2 separate regions of the Zea mays genome follow, and region 1 is linked to region 2. The links are chromatin contacts, called in public Hi-C maps. All regions are on one chromosome and are shown on one strand. Each heading gives the region's core, a stretch centred on a gene start, on an enhancer-like site or on the middle of the called end of the contact. The rest is flanking DNA. Distances are from core to core; before and after follow the strand shown. Region 1 holds the start of LOC103636850 (protein SHORT-ROOT 2-like). Region 2 holds the start of LOC100272496.

What was found. A called contact is a pair of places that touch in the nucleus more often than the background predicts.
Region 1: a Hi-C map of ear shows a contact between it and region 2, with 3 times the contacts expected there. The contact joins the promoter of LOC103636850 here to the promoter of LOC100272496 in region 2. A contact is called at or near these places in 3 of 25 Hi-C or Micro-C datasets (bundle sheath, ear and tassel).

Annotation. Positions count from the first base shown.
Region 1 is chr1:78,212,661-78,218,941 of Zm-B73-REFERENCE-NAM-5.0, reverse strand. LOC103636850 (protein SHORT-ROOT 2-like) reads right to left here and starts at 2,111. Exons shown (of 1, transcript NM_001323339.1): 1 at 96-2,111. The coding sequence starts at 2,048. The coding sequence ends at 156.
Region 2 is chr1:77,978,999-77,985,275 of Zm-B73-REFERENCE-NAM-5.0, reverse strand. It overlaps LOC100272496, which reads right to left and starts at 2,685. Exons shown (of 4, transcript NM_001367440.1): 1 at 2,361-2,685; 2 at 2,059-2,250; 3 at 1,754-1,919; 4 at 1-11. The coding sequence starts at 2,630.

The DNA of each region.
Region 1 (6,281 bases), core at 862-3,361, 230 kb before region 2:
TGATCCCCGTGCGCGTCGTTGCCGCCACTCACACGATCCAGCGAAGCAATGCATGCCCTACGCTGCATGCTAGCTAGAGCATACACATGCATGCATGGAGCACGCATCATCTTGTTCTGCTGCCGATACGATGGAGCTCACGATCTGGTTCATGATCATGGCCTCCACGCGCTCGTCCACACCACGGGCTGCTCCTTCCACGCGAGGAACACCCCGGCCGCCGCGCCGTCGTCCGCGCCTGGCTCGCGCAAGGTCCATCCCTCCCGGTACCGGCGCAGCAGCGACCGCATGTCGTCGGCCACGTCGTCGCTGAATGCCACGGGAGAGAAGCCGGCAGACCGCATGCGGCGCGCCCACGACGCCCCCGTCTCCCGCCTCTCGACGGATTCGGACGCCGGGCAGGCCACGAGGTCCACAATGGCACGCCCCGCCGCCCTCTCCAGGGCGAGCCTCTCGTTGCTCGCCTTGGGGAAGCTCTCCTCGAGGGAGTCCATGTACGCCGAGAAGAAGCGGAGGCCCTCGGTGAACACCTTCATGAACGCCGCCTCCGCGTCGGCTTCCCCGGCCGACGACGACGACGGCTCGGACGCCGCCACGAGGTCGGCGTCCTCCTCCACGACGGTGACCACGCGCGGCTCGAGGCGGCGGAGCGAGGCGACGAACGCGTCGCGCCGCCGCGCGCCCCCCGGCGCGACCCCGCGCAGCGCGTTGACGCAGTTGATCGCGAGCGCCGTGGCGGCGCCGCCCTCGCGGAGGCCGAGGCCGAGGCCGTCGAGGTCGAGCCCCGCGAGGTCCCCCGCGTGGTGCACGGCGCGGAAGCTGAAGGGCACGCCCATGAGGCGCGCGAACTTCTCGAGGCGCTGCGCGATCTCCCGCATCACGCGCTGCGCGGCCGCGGACGACGGCACGCCGGCGGTGGGCACCACGGTGGTGATGGACAGGTGGGGCGTGTCGTCCGACGACCTCGTGGCCAGCGCCTCCAGCAGCGTCGGCCACTGCGTGCAGAAGGTGTTGCTGAGGTCCAGGATGTGCAGCCGCGGCGGGTGCTGCGAGGAGGAGGACGAGGAGGCGGCCGCCGCCGCCGCCGCGTCCAGGAACGACTCGAGTATGGCCCCGTTGGCGGCCACGTGGCCGAAGGACGCCCAGGGGCTGAGCTCCTGGAACCTGAGCGCGGTGCGGCGCGTGGAGTCGAAGGACGTGTTCCGGTCCGACGCGGCGGCGAGCGTGCGCAGCGTGCGCGGGCCGGAGGTGGTGAGGCGCGCGAAGAGGCCCTGGAGGAAGTAGGACGCCAGCTTCTGGTCCACGTCCCCGTACGGCGACGCCAGCTCGTTGAGCATCCACATGAGCTGCTGCACGCGCTGGCTGTCGCGGGCGGCCACGGCGCGCGCGCACTCCAGCAGCAGCTGCGCGGCCCACCTCCCGGCGCCGCCGCCGCCCGAGGACGAGGCGGCGGCGCCGGAGGACGAGGCGGGGGAGCTGAAGTCGAGGTCGATGTCCACCTGCGGGAACGAGAAGTCGGCCGCCTCGAACAGGGCGCCGGCGCCGGCGCCGGACGACGTGGACGCGGGCGGGGGCTGGGGCTGGGCGTGCGGTGGCGTGGGAGACGACGAGGGCGGGGCGCGCGAGGACGACTGGAAGTGGCGGGACCGGGACGAGGACGAGGAGGAGAAGTCTTCATCCATGTAAAAGCCGTGGTCGTTGCCGCATTCTTCTTGGTACGGCGGCGGCGGCGGCGGCTGGTGGTGGTCGTAGTAGTAGTAGCCGGCGCTGCCGCTGCCGCTGCCTGCGGGGTCGTAGTAGTAGCTGGCGCTGCTGTAGTGGGAGTGGGGGTGGGAAGAGTGGTAGTGGTGGTTGTGGGTGTGGTAGGAGGAGGGAGAGGAGCGTGAGCCGGTGGAGGTGTCGTTGCTGCGGGACGTGGAGCGGGAGCTGTAGGGGGACTGGTGGTGGTGGTGCTGGTCCGGCGAGGAGGACGCTGCTGCTGCTGCTGCCTGTTGGTGATGTTGTTGGTGATGTTGGTGGAGGCTAACCAATCTAAACAGTGTGTCCATCTAACCCACCGGAGCCAGCAACAACAACAACATGCATACGGTGCAAATGGGCTTGTGCTGTTGTTGCTACCTACATAAACACAACCATGGTGGTCACCTCGTGGGTTATATAACATGTGTGCAAAGAGGATGCATGCATGGCGAGACCACCACAACGCTTTTCTTTTCTTTTCTTTTTTTTTTACTATCGCGCGCCATGCTCCCTTGCTGCCATTGGATAGACAAGGTAGAAATTTGGGTGCTTTTTGTGCGATCGATGTGCTCCCTCGCTTATCCTGCCTTTAGTTCGCGTCTTGATCAGCTTTGCCGGAAAATAAAGGTATGTAGGTCTAAAGTGGACGTGCGTGACAGTCGGATTGTGTGCACCGCAGGCAGGCGGGCGGATACCGACGAGTGGATGCATTTCAAATTTCTCCTGGCCCCAGCCGTGTCTTTATCCCACCACCGTTATTGCATTTGGCGCAGAATATATATTACTCCCTCCGTTTCTTTTTATTAGTCGCTGGATAGTGCAAAATTAGTGCAATTTTGCATTATCCAGCGACTAATAAAAAGAAACGGAGGGAGTACTACTATATACCCAGGCACGATTAGAGCTGTCACCGGGGAAATTACGGTGGTTATTATATTATTTAACGACAGCTGATTATGGGTACGAGTACGACCAAACCAAACCACACGGGGTGAAAAGCCACAGGGGGTTCATTTGCGCTGGGGGTGGTCAACCTGCTTCACTTCACTGGCCTGCTCCACTATCGCTAGCTCACCGCTGTTTTGTAACTGTAAACGAGTATGCCATCTGTGCTTGAGTCCAGATTTGAGCCCAAGCAAAGCGCTAGTAGCTGCTTGGGGAAGGGACCTGAGAGAGGAGAGTCACCGAGACCGAGTCAGTGGCGTGAGAGCATGGAATGCAACAGGCCAACAGCTGTGGGGAGTAAGTATGGGCTAGCTAATCGCAAATTACACACCATGTTGGTTATATTGACTGTACGTGTGGACCAAAGCAATGTGAGAACCACTCAAAAAATTTAGCACCCAAAACTGCGCTTTCAAAGTTAATGGAGCTAGGTGGCACACTAATAGGCACTACCGGAATCTGGGTCTTTGCCGAGTGCTCGGCGCTTTGCCGAGTGTTTTTTGTCGGACACTCGGCAAATTCCTGCTCTCCCCTATCATCTTCTCACTCCTCAATTTTTTTTTGATTTGTGGATTGGATGAGTTGATCTATCAGCTTTGGGTCTTTTTAAACACTATAGTTTTTATATAAAGTTTGTCTTAATCTGGTTTAGTGTTAAAAAATATTTTTTACAAAACAAATGAAAATCTCTGTGTCATTGTCGGTTCATATAGCTACAAATAATAATACTCCATCTGTCCTAAACTAGTATTTATTTTACCTCTTGGTTTTTATGTCTATATTTAAGTGGATGGTGATGAATCTAGACACATATATAAAGCACATACATTATTCAAGTGGATGCTGATGAATCTAGACACATATATAAAGCATATACATTAAGTATTGTATGAATTTTAGTTTGCACGACACCAAAAAACAAACTTCTACGGCATATTGGCATAATAACTTCCTACGGGGTTCGATTGAAACGGTAGGAAGTTAATTACTTCTGATGGCCTTGAGCGCCACTCGGATCTAAAAATTAACATCTGATGAGGATGTGACACACTCCGTCGGGGACCAGATCCTGCAAACCTAGATGTGGTGTGCAGCCAAATAGCAACAGATCGCCTGATGAGTGTTTTGAAATGCTTTGATATATTTTGTTTATATGAAAATTTCTATATAGGATTGCATTGTTCTTTTGTATGGAGGCTGCATTTGGCGAGGCGATGTCTAGTCAGCACGAATCGGACTACGACTGGAGGACCGCACCTATTGATCCTCAGGTTGTGTATGAAACTGGTGGAAATCCTCATGGAAGGTGTGGACTCTATACATCTTATCTTGCTTCATCGATATTCTGAATCTGTTCGTAGCTCATGTTGCTCCACTCAAGGTTTGCTGCTCGTAGCTCCCGTCATCGACTCGAGTCAGGTGACGGTTCAGAGGGGAGGTTCGTCGAGGTCTGCTGCTCGTAGCTCCCTTCGCTCCACTCAGGATGCATCAAAAGTGGAGCGACTCCGAGAAGAGCTTAGGCAAGATCAGGAATACTTGAGGCAATAGGATGCGCAGCAAGAATATGTTGCTCAGTTTCAACCACAGCAAGCACTCATATAAGTTAGTTCGAAATATAATAACTTTCACTTTAAGTTATGTATTGATTTAAAACACTAACATGAATGAATTCAGCAATTTTGTATCAACTAGCACAAGCCCAAGGGATACAAATCCCGGTGCCCCCACCTGCACCTACCTTACATTTTCCTTGGCCTTCACGTCCACCACATATCGGACATCGGGTATGCAAATTCATCATTATTTACTTGTTGTTATATTACGATGTGACTCGACGAATGTCATTTATACATGCATATCAGACCCCTCCAGCTACCATGCCAATGCAGCAACAAGATGACGGCTTCGACTTCGTCAATGCGCTCTTCGCTAGTGGAGGTAGCGAACATCACTCGTCGCAGTTCCCCGATGTTGATTGGCAGCAGTGAGCTTGCATTTTGATGTATTTTGTGAGATTTAGACTTTTATGTCTTATGACTACAGATGAGATGTTATTGTTATGTTGTGAAATCATATTGTGATGAAATGGAGATGTTGTTGTGATGAAATGGTTGTCATTTTTGTTCGTCTTGTGGTGATTGTATGTGAGATGTTATATGTGATATGTGGTGGGGGGTTAGTATATCTGTTATGTGTGCAATGTGGTGTATAATGAAATTGGAACATCATTTGTAATACTGGTCAATTTAACTTCCTAGAGCTAACTAACTTCCTAGATGCTACAGAAAACGTAAGAAGTTAGCCTTCTAACTTTCTAGAGGATTAGTAGACGATAAAAAGTTAGCCGGCTAACTTCATAGAGGAATTGTAAACGATCGAAAGTTAGCATCGCCGATGGGAACGACACCAACCCGTTAACTTCTGAGAGGCAACTTTGGCTCTAGGAAGGTAACTAACTTCCAAGAGCCATCTCGGAAGTTAAGCTAACTTCCGACCATTTCTTTCTGAGAGCGTAACTTTTGACGGGATGATTTAACTTCCGAGGAGTTTTCTAACTTTTGAGAGTACAGGGCTAACTTCCTACTGTTTAGACTCTAGAAAAGTTAAGTATTTTCCTGTTGTGTTAGGATGGAGTAAGTGATTGTCTATTGTGTACTAGTGGAGGCAAGATATGAGCGGGAGAGTTCATAAAAATTGAAATGCATGACTTAATTAAAAACGTAGGCATTTTGAAGTAATCAAAATACAAATTAGAAGTAGGTGCACATGGTAGAAATCTTTTCAGATGACAAGATATGGAGCACAAAATAGAAGAATAAGCTATAGTATAGAAATTTTATTATATCACATTAGTAGAAGGATACCTTACACGTAACTATCATGATTGCCAACAATTTTGGACGGTGGGTATGTTGACGAGGATAAATGAATAGTGGATGATGTGAAATCTGGATAGATTCAATAAATAGATAGGTGCTATAATTGCAGATGTTGACGGCAAGCATGGGAAAATTGAATCCTAAGAACATTTAGTATTATAAGATATACAAATACAAATATATATAAATCTACATTTATAGATAAAAAATGTATATTATATTTTTGTTAGATAGTCACTACCGGAATCAATCGCTTCGCCGAGTGCCTGAAGCACTCGGCGAAGACATAAAAACACTCGGCAAAGGCTTTGCCGAGTGTAACACTCGACAACGAAGGCTCGGCAAACAGTACATCGGCAAAGACTTCTTTGCCGAGTACTTTTTCTCGGGCACTCGGCAAAGATGTTTGCCGAGTGCCAGGGAGCACTCGGCAAAGAAAAGCGACCGTTACGGCGCCGGGTGGCGGAGACGGCGGCTTTGCCGAGTGTCAACGCTGGCACTCGGCAAAGAAGATATCTTTGCCGAGTGTCTTCCGGGCAGCACTCGGCAAAGCCGCCTTCTTTGCCGAGTGTCAGTTGGGACACTCGGCAAAGAGCCCGCCAGGGAGGGTCCCCATGTCAGGCTCTTTGCCGAGTGTCCCAAGTGGCACTCGGCAAAGCCGACCTCTTTGCCGAGTGCCAGCGACATAACACTCGGCAAAGAACCTAAGCCGGTGCC
Region 2 (6,277 bases), core at 1,436-3,935:
GGTGTGGGCACCTGCATTGCATTTGCATATGCCCGCGTCCGCGTGGTGAGCCGTGGGCGGTGACCGGTGATGCACGCAACGAAAATCTTGCTGTGCTGTCGCATGCATGCATGATTATTGCGTGGTAGAAAGCAGCTGGAGGTAGGTAGTTGGGCTGTCGATTCGATCGCGTGATCGATGGACGATGGCCATGCATGCACGTACGTACTCGATCGTCGTTAGGTGATGCCTACGCGTCCGTCCAAATGTTGTCAGGCTCTGAGAGCAGAAAGGTGCTGAGTGCTGACTATAGAACAGAGACCAACAGGACGCCAGTATCCATCACCATGTTGGATTCATCCGCGCGTGCAAACGAACAATAAACGATGCGTCATGCATGCATGCATGTAGCTACTTGCTGGTACGTACGACGTACGATGTATGTATATTAAATATGCATATAAATGATGTGCGCTGCAACAATCATAGGAAGCAGACAATGGCCGGCCACCGAGTAAAGGAGAACAGAAGAAGGGAACAAAATACTGGCATGCATGCGTACGTGTGCACGTACGTAGCGCGGTACAAACTTGAGACCTTGAGATAAGCTAGGCTATAGCCAGGAAGCCCGGCCCCATGCCGCGGGAAACCGAGTGATTTAGGACCTGGTTAGTTAGTTGGCTAAAAATTGTTAGTGGCATTTGGCTATATTTAAATATACTAAAGCTAATAATTAGCGGAAGACACTCAACTAGTCTAGCTAATAGTTCAACTATTAGTTATTTTTAGTAAATTAGCTAACACCCTGTTTGGTTGTCAGTATTCAGGGCCAAAATTTGGAATTGGAAATGGCAGACCTAAATCCAGTGTTTGGTTGGTCACAGAGTTTGTTGTTCAGAAACTTCCTCCGTTTTCGGGTCGTATTTAGCCCAACGAGCACAACCTTGTGACGATGCCGAGCCAAGACCCTCCGTTATTCATTGGAAACCACGTCTCATGCCACCCAAACACTAGCATTGGATTTAAGCCTCATTCCAATTCCCACTCCCACCTAGTTATATGGTATCGGACACATTTCAATTCCATGGCCTTGAATGCTAACATCCAAACGGACCGTAATAGTTAGCTGGGCACCTAGATAATTATACTAGTAATTTTTTAGCTTACTAATTATTAGCTCTAGTGTATTCAACACCCCCTTAGACCTAGTTTGGATACTTTAGGATTAAAGTGTTTTGAAGGGATTGGAGAGGATATAAATCCCCAATAGATCAAATACTCTCTCAATACATCTCAATAATCCACTCCAATCTCACTCATTACTAGAGTGCCCAAACTAGACCTTAGCTGGCTAACTATTACTACAATATAGGTTGAACCATCTAATGAAACTATCAACTAGATTGTTTAGATATCTACAACTAATTTTAACAGTTAACTATTAGATCTAGTATATTCAATTAGGGCCGTAGTCTGCTGGCCTGGAATGAGTGGAAGACCTGGTTTGCTGCCGCGTCCATTTCGATTGTTCCCTGTGCATGCTTTTGCAATTTGGTTTATTTTCTACTAGGACACACCATGTGCTCGAGCTAGCTAGCTAGCTAGCTGTTGATGATCTGCTGCCGTGCCGATCTGCAGTGTAAAGCAAAGATCTATAGGTAGATGGGATGGGACGTGCCACCTGCCGGTGCTGCTGCTGCGAATCTACGGCGGCATGCATGCATTGCAATGCATGAAGCGGGAAAAGGAGACGCGTAGTAGCACATGTGTGTACCTGAGAGGGCAACCATGTCGGTGCTGCTCAAACCCTTGTTGGAGAAAGCGTTGAGCAGGCCGTTGAGGCTGCTGGTAGGCCCAGGGAGGTCACTGTTGGCCAGGGACGCGCTCGCCGTGGTCGCGTCCCTCCTGCCCAGCGGAACCGCCCACGATGGTCCTCCCAGCTGCACGCAGTTCACTCATTTTACTTGTGACGACGTACGATCGATCACAAGAAGAGGCAGAGCATCGATCGCTTTACACAGCCCAGCCCATCGATCCATGGGAGGATCGAGCAGTGATCTCGACCGTTGGCTAGCTTACTTGTGCAACCGAGTCGCGGGCGGCGACGGCGAGGATGTCGGCGCAGGAGACGGTCTGCGGGCACAGCAGCTCCAGCAGCATCTTGATGTTGTCGATCACGTCGAAGCCCCGGAGCGACCCCGCGTTCGGCCCCGCCCCCTTCTCGCCGGTGAAGCTCGCCGTGTCGTCTAGCAGCACCGACGCGTCGCAACCCTGCCGTACATATAATAGGTGCATGCATATACACAGCGCAGAGCCATGGTCACTCACTCACTCACTCACTATCTGTCGTCTCTGTTAGATTGAGACGACTGATGACTTACCTGCACGAAACAGTCGTGGAAGTGGAGGCGGAGAAGGGAGGCCCCCATGCGGGGCTCCAGCAGCACGGCCGTCGAGACGGCGGTCCTGATGGTGAGAAGGGCGGCGGGGCAGGACGCGTCGTAGTAGCTCTCCGACGACAGCTGCGCGCTGCCCACCGCGGCGGTCGTCGCCAGTGCAAGGGCCAAGACCAGCAGGCCGCAGCGAGGAAGAGGCCACGACTGGCGAGAAGCTGCAGGGGCCATGTCGCACTCGAGGGGTGTCATGGGCATGGCATGCACCGTCAGATAATTAATTCTGGTTTTGGGAGTTGGGAGTAGTCTGCAGAGCTTGCATTTATAGATATGGTCAAGGAATATCGGGGCATTTAGCCTCTTTAATAATAATATAATATGCATGACAGCGTGACACAAGATGGCCGGCACCACCCCCTTCTTCCGGCCGACAAAACAACGAGTATGAATTGCGTAGGTAGATCTGGTGCTCATATCTAACATTATGTTGCTGTTGCTTTCTACAAATGTACTCTTTTTATTTTATAACACTTAGATAAACACTATATATGTCTAAATACATAGCAAAAACCAATATAAGTAGAAAGCCAAAATAACCTATAATTTATAACGACAAGGAATACTTACCGACTGATAAAGAATAATGGTAAGAGCGAGACAACATGATAAATAAGAGAACATATATATAGATGAACAGAGGGGCTAAATTAATCTAAGAAAAAGAAATTTCAGATATATAATGGAGGAGGTGAACATGCAGTTGGTTGGTTAGGTTCATTGTGGTACAAGCTGTCCATTTTAGAGTCCTCAACTTTGCTGTCAGCATTGAGCGTCTCCATCAGATTGAGAGAGAGAGAAAAAATCAATTTTTTCCCCAGTAAACAGTGATATATAAATAGAATTTAGTAGAAAAAATCTACTCCCTCAAATAAAGAATTTGGTTGTTATAACAAAAGGTCCTTTTTCTGAATTCTACTTTCTTGCACTTATTTTTCTCAATCCCTCGAAGAAATAAGCACGCAGAAGAACCAGAAACTTTTATCAACTACTACATTTCTTACGTGAAATTACAACCACCATTATCGGATCCACACATCATCTATGCATGGTTAGGTTAGGCTCGTCAACGAACATAGAGCGACTGCGTGCACAGGCGGCAAGGGTGCGAGCCAGCCACATCAAGAAGCCGCACACACACACAATAGTGTTTCTTCATCATCAGATGATGCTTTTGAACCAAAAAGAAAATAAAACAAAATTCCTCCATCTTTCAATTCGATCGTCACCACAAGTCCACAACTGCCCGGCCCCATGCATAGCGCCGTCGTATTTGGTCCCTTGCATCTTTGGGCTAACCGCATGCATGCACTATGCTGGTAGCCTTGCTGGCCGGGGTGGCTGTCTGGTGCATATATATGTGTATGCATGTATAGTATATGGTATATGATGCACACTACAATGCGAGGAGCTACCGTGTTGGCAACTAACAGCTCCCTTATTATTATTAAAACGCCGGCCATATGCATGCATGCGTTGCAATCAAGCAAAGACGAGATATGCATCTCCAAATACAGTTTGGTATACTCTACTGAGTAATTGTAATTGCATATATAGATATAGTCCAGAAGGAATTGAATATGGCATAGACATAACACAAGAGGGTAATAAAACAAACCAAGTAATTAATGAAGATCGATGCATATACGGGAGGAATGGCACATTGCCAAAGCAATCGACTTGCAGTAGTACGTGGCGCTGCTATCATTATCGTCCACATATATATATTCGGACAAAAAATAAAAATAAACCAGCCACCATAGTAGTGCTAAAGAGTCGTTGTAGTAGCGTGATAGAGTCATGCGCATCAATAAATACACCCACAGCAACAAATGCACATGCGCGAACAAAGCGCCAGCCACCAATGCAAGAAGGAGGAAGATGGTGGCGAGGATCACATTCCCTATAGTACATGCTGTGCAGTGCATGGTCGAGCTAGCCGTTCGTTGTTATTGGTTGGAATTCAATGCAAGTCGGTCTCGCTTCGCCGAGAAGCTATGTTCGATCGGAGTGACTGCTCCATATGATGGTTATATATACTCCAGTATAGTATGTATATATTGAGAACTTTTGGGAGATCGATTTGACTAGAATTAATCCCAAAGCAGGGTTACCCAATGAATAATGCACTATGTTCGATCATCATTAGCTAGCACTCCTTTTTTTTCGTTGCCGAGTGTTACACTCGGCAAAGCCTTTGCCGAATGTAAAATAGTTTTTGCCGAGTGTCTTAGACACTCAGCAAAGAACGCGATTCCGGTAGTGTGCAGCTCAGCCCATACATCAACCTCCGAACTATAGATGGCCATTTGGCACTAACACGATGGGCCGGCGAGACACGGCACGAAAAAGCACGGTCCAGGCACGACCCGGTCCGGTTAGTATAGTGCCAGTGCCTGGCACGGCACGGCTATAGTGCCGTGCCTGGGCCACTATCTCGACCCGTAGTGCTGGCACGGGCACGACACGGTTACATTTTTTATTTTAAAAATAATAGTTTACATATATTTAGTATAAGAATTCAACATATAACACAATAAAATTGCAGCTGCACTGGTTAGATGGATGCGTTTAAGTCTCTTATGCACTAGGTTGTGAGTTCAAGCCCCCACAACTACACACAATTTTTGCTAAATTCTACAATATACTCAGATGGGCCATAGTGCCGCCGGGCCGGCCCGGCACGACTAACAGGCTCACGGGCCGTGCCTGGGCCGCGGCAGCGGCACGCCGGCCCATCTGGGCACGGCACGCTTCGCTAGCCGGGCCTGGCGGGCCGTGCCGGCCCGTTTGCGACCAGCTGGACGTGTGGGAACCGTGCAAGCTAATAAGTTGTTACTAGGTGCTTATCTAACTCGTTCGGGCCGCGGCAGCGGCACGCCGGCCCATCTGGGCACGGCACGCTTCGCTAGCCGGGCCTGGCGGGCCGTGCCGGCCCGTTTGCGACCAGCTGGACGTGTGGGAACCGTGCAAGCTAATAAGTTGTTACTAGGTGCTTATCTAACTCGTTCTGTTACCGTGTTATTACCGAGTCAGAGAACACGATGATGACCGACTAAGGTCTTGTTCGTTTGTGTCGGATTGGTGGGTCGGAACGATTCCTAACCGGATTGCTTCTTTAATTTATATAAATTTTAGTTAGGCCTTGTTCGTTTCTGCCGGATTGGTGGGTCGGAACGGTTCCTAACCGGATTGCTTCTCTAATTTATATAAACTTTGATTAGGTGGAACGATTCCGGGTGCAATCCGACACAAACGAACAAGGCCTTAGCTGGAACGATTCCGGGTGCAATCCGATAGAAACGAACAAGGCCTAAATGTCACTGAACTCATTCACTATATATAACATGCTCTCTGCTTTAGAATGAAATTTATTTCTATAGCCCCTTAATTTAGAGTCATAGGCTTTCCCTTAATCCGATCCCATGCCGATACGTGTTATCTAAACACACGTTAGATCGAATGCCTTTTTGTAAACGGATCCGCTAGCATAAGCTAGGTTATGATATACTCAACTTTAATAGTTTAATATTAAATTTTCTCTCTAACAACATAACACTTAATACCAATAAGCTTGGCAGTCCCCACTTGACTCGTTGTTGTAGGAGTAAAATATTGTTGGTTCATTGTCGTAATAAATTCTTAGTGTTTTTTTCTATGCTATCCACCAGTGGCGGACGTAGGACCAAAATTCATAGGAGACAAAGAACTACATGACAAAATTAAGTAATACCATAAAACTACTTTTGCATTGAATTCAAGTTTAAAGAAGATAACTAAATGAACAAAATAATAAAAACATATCATTAAATTCTTGTTGCCGAATCGAAGTCGTGCATACCTTGTCC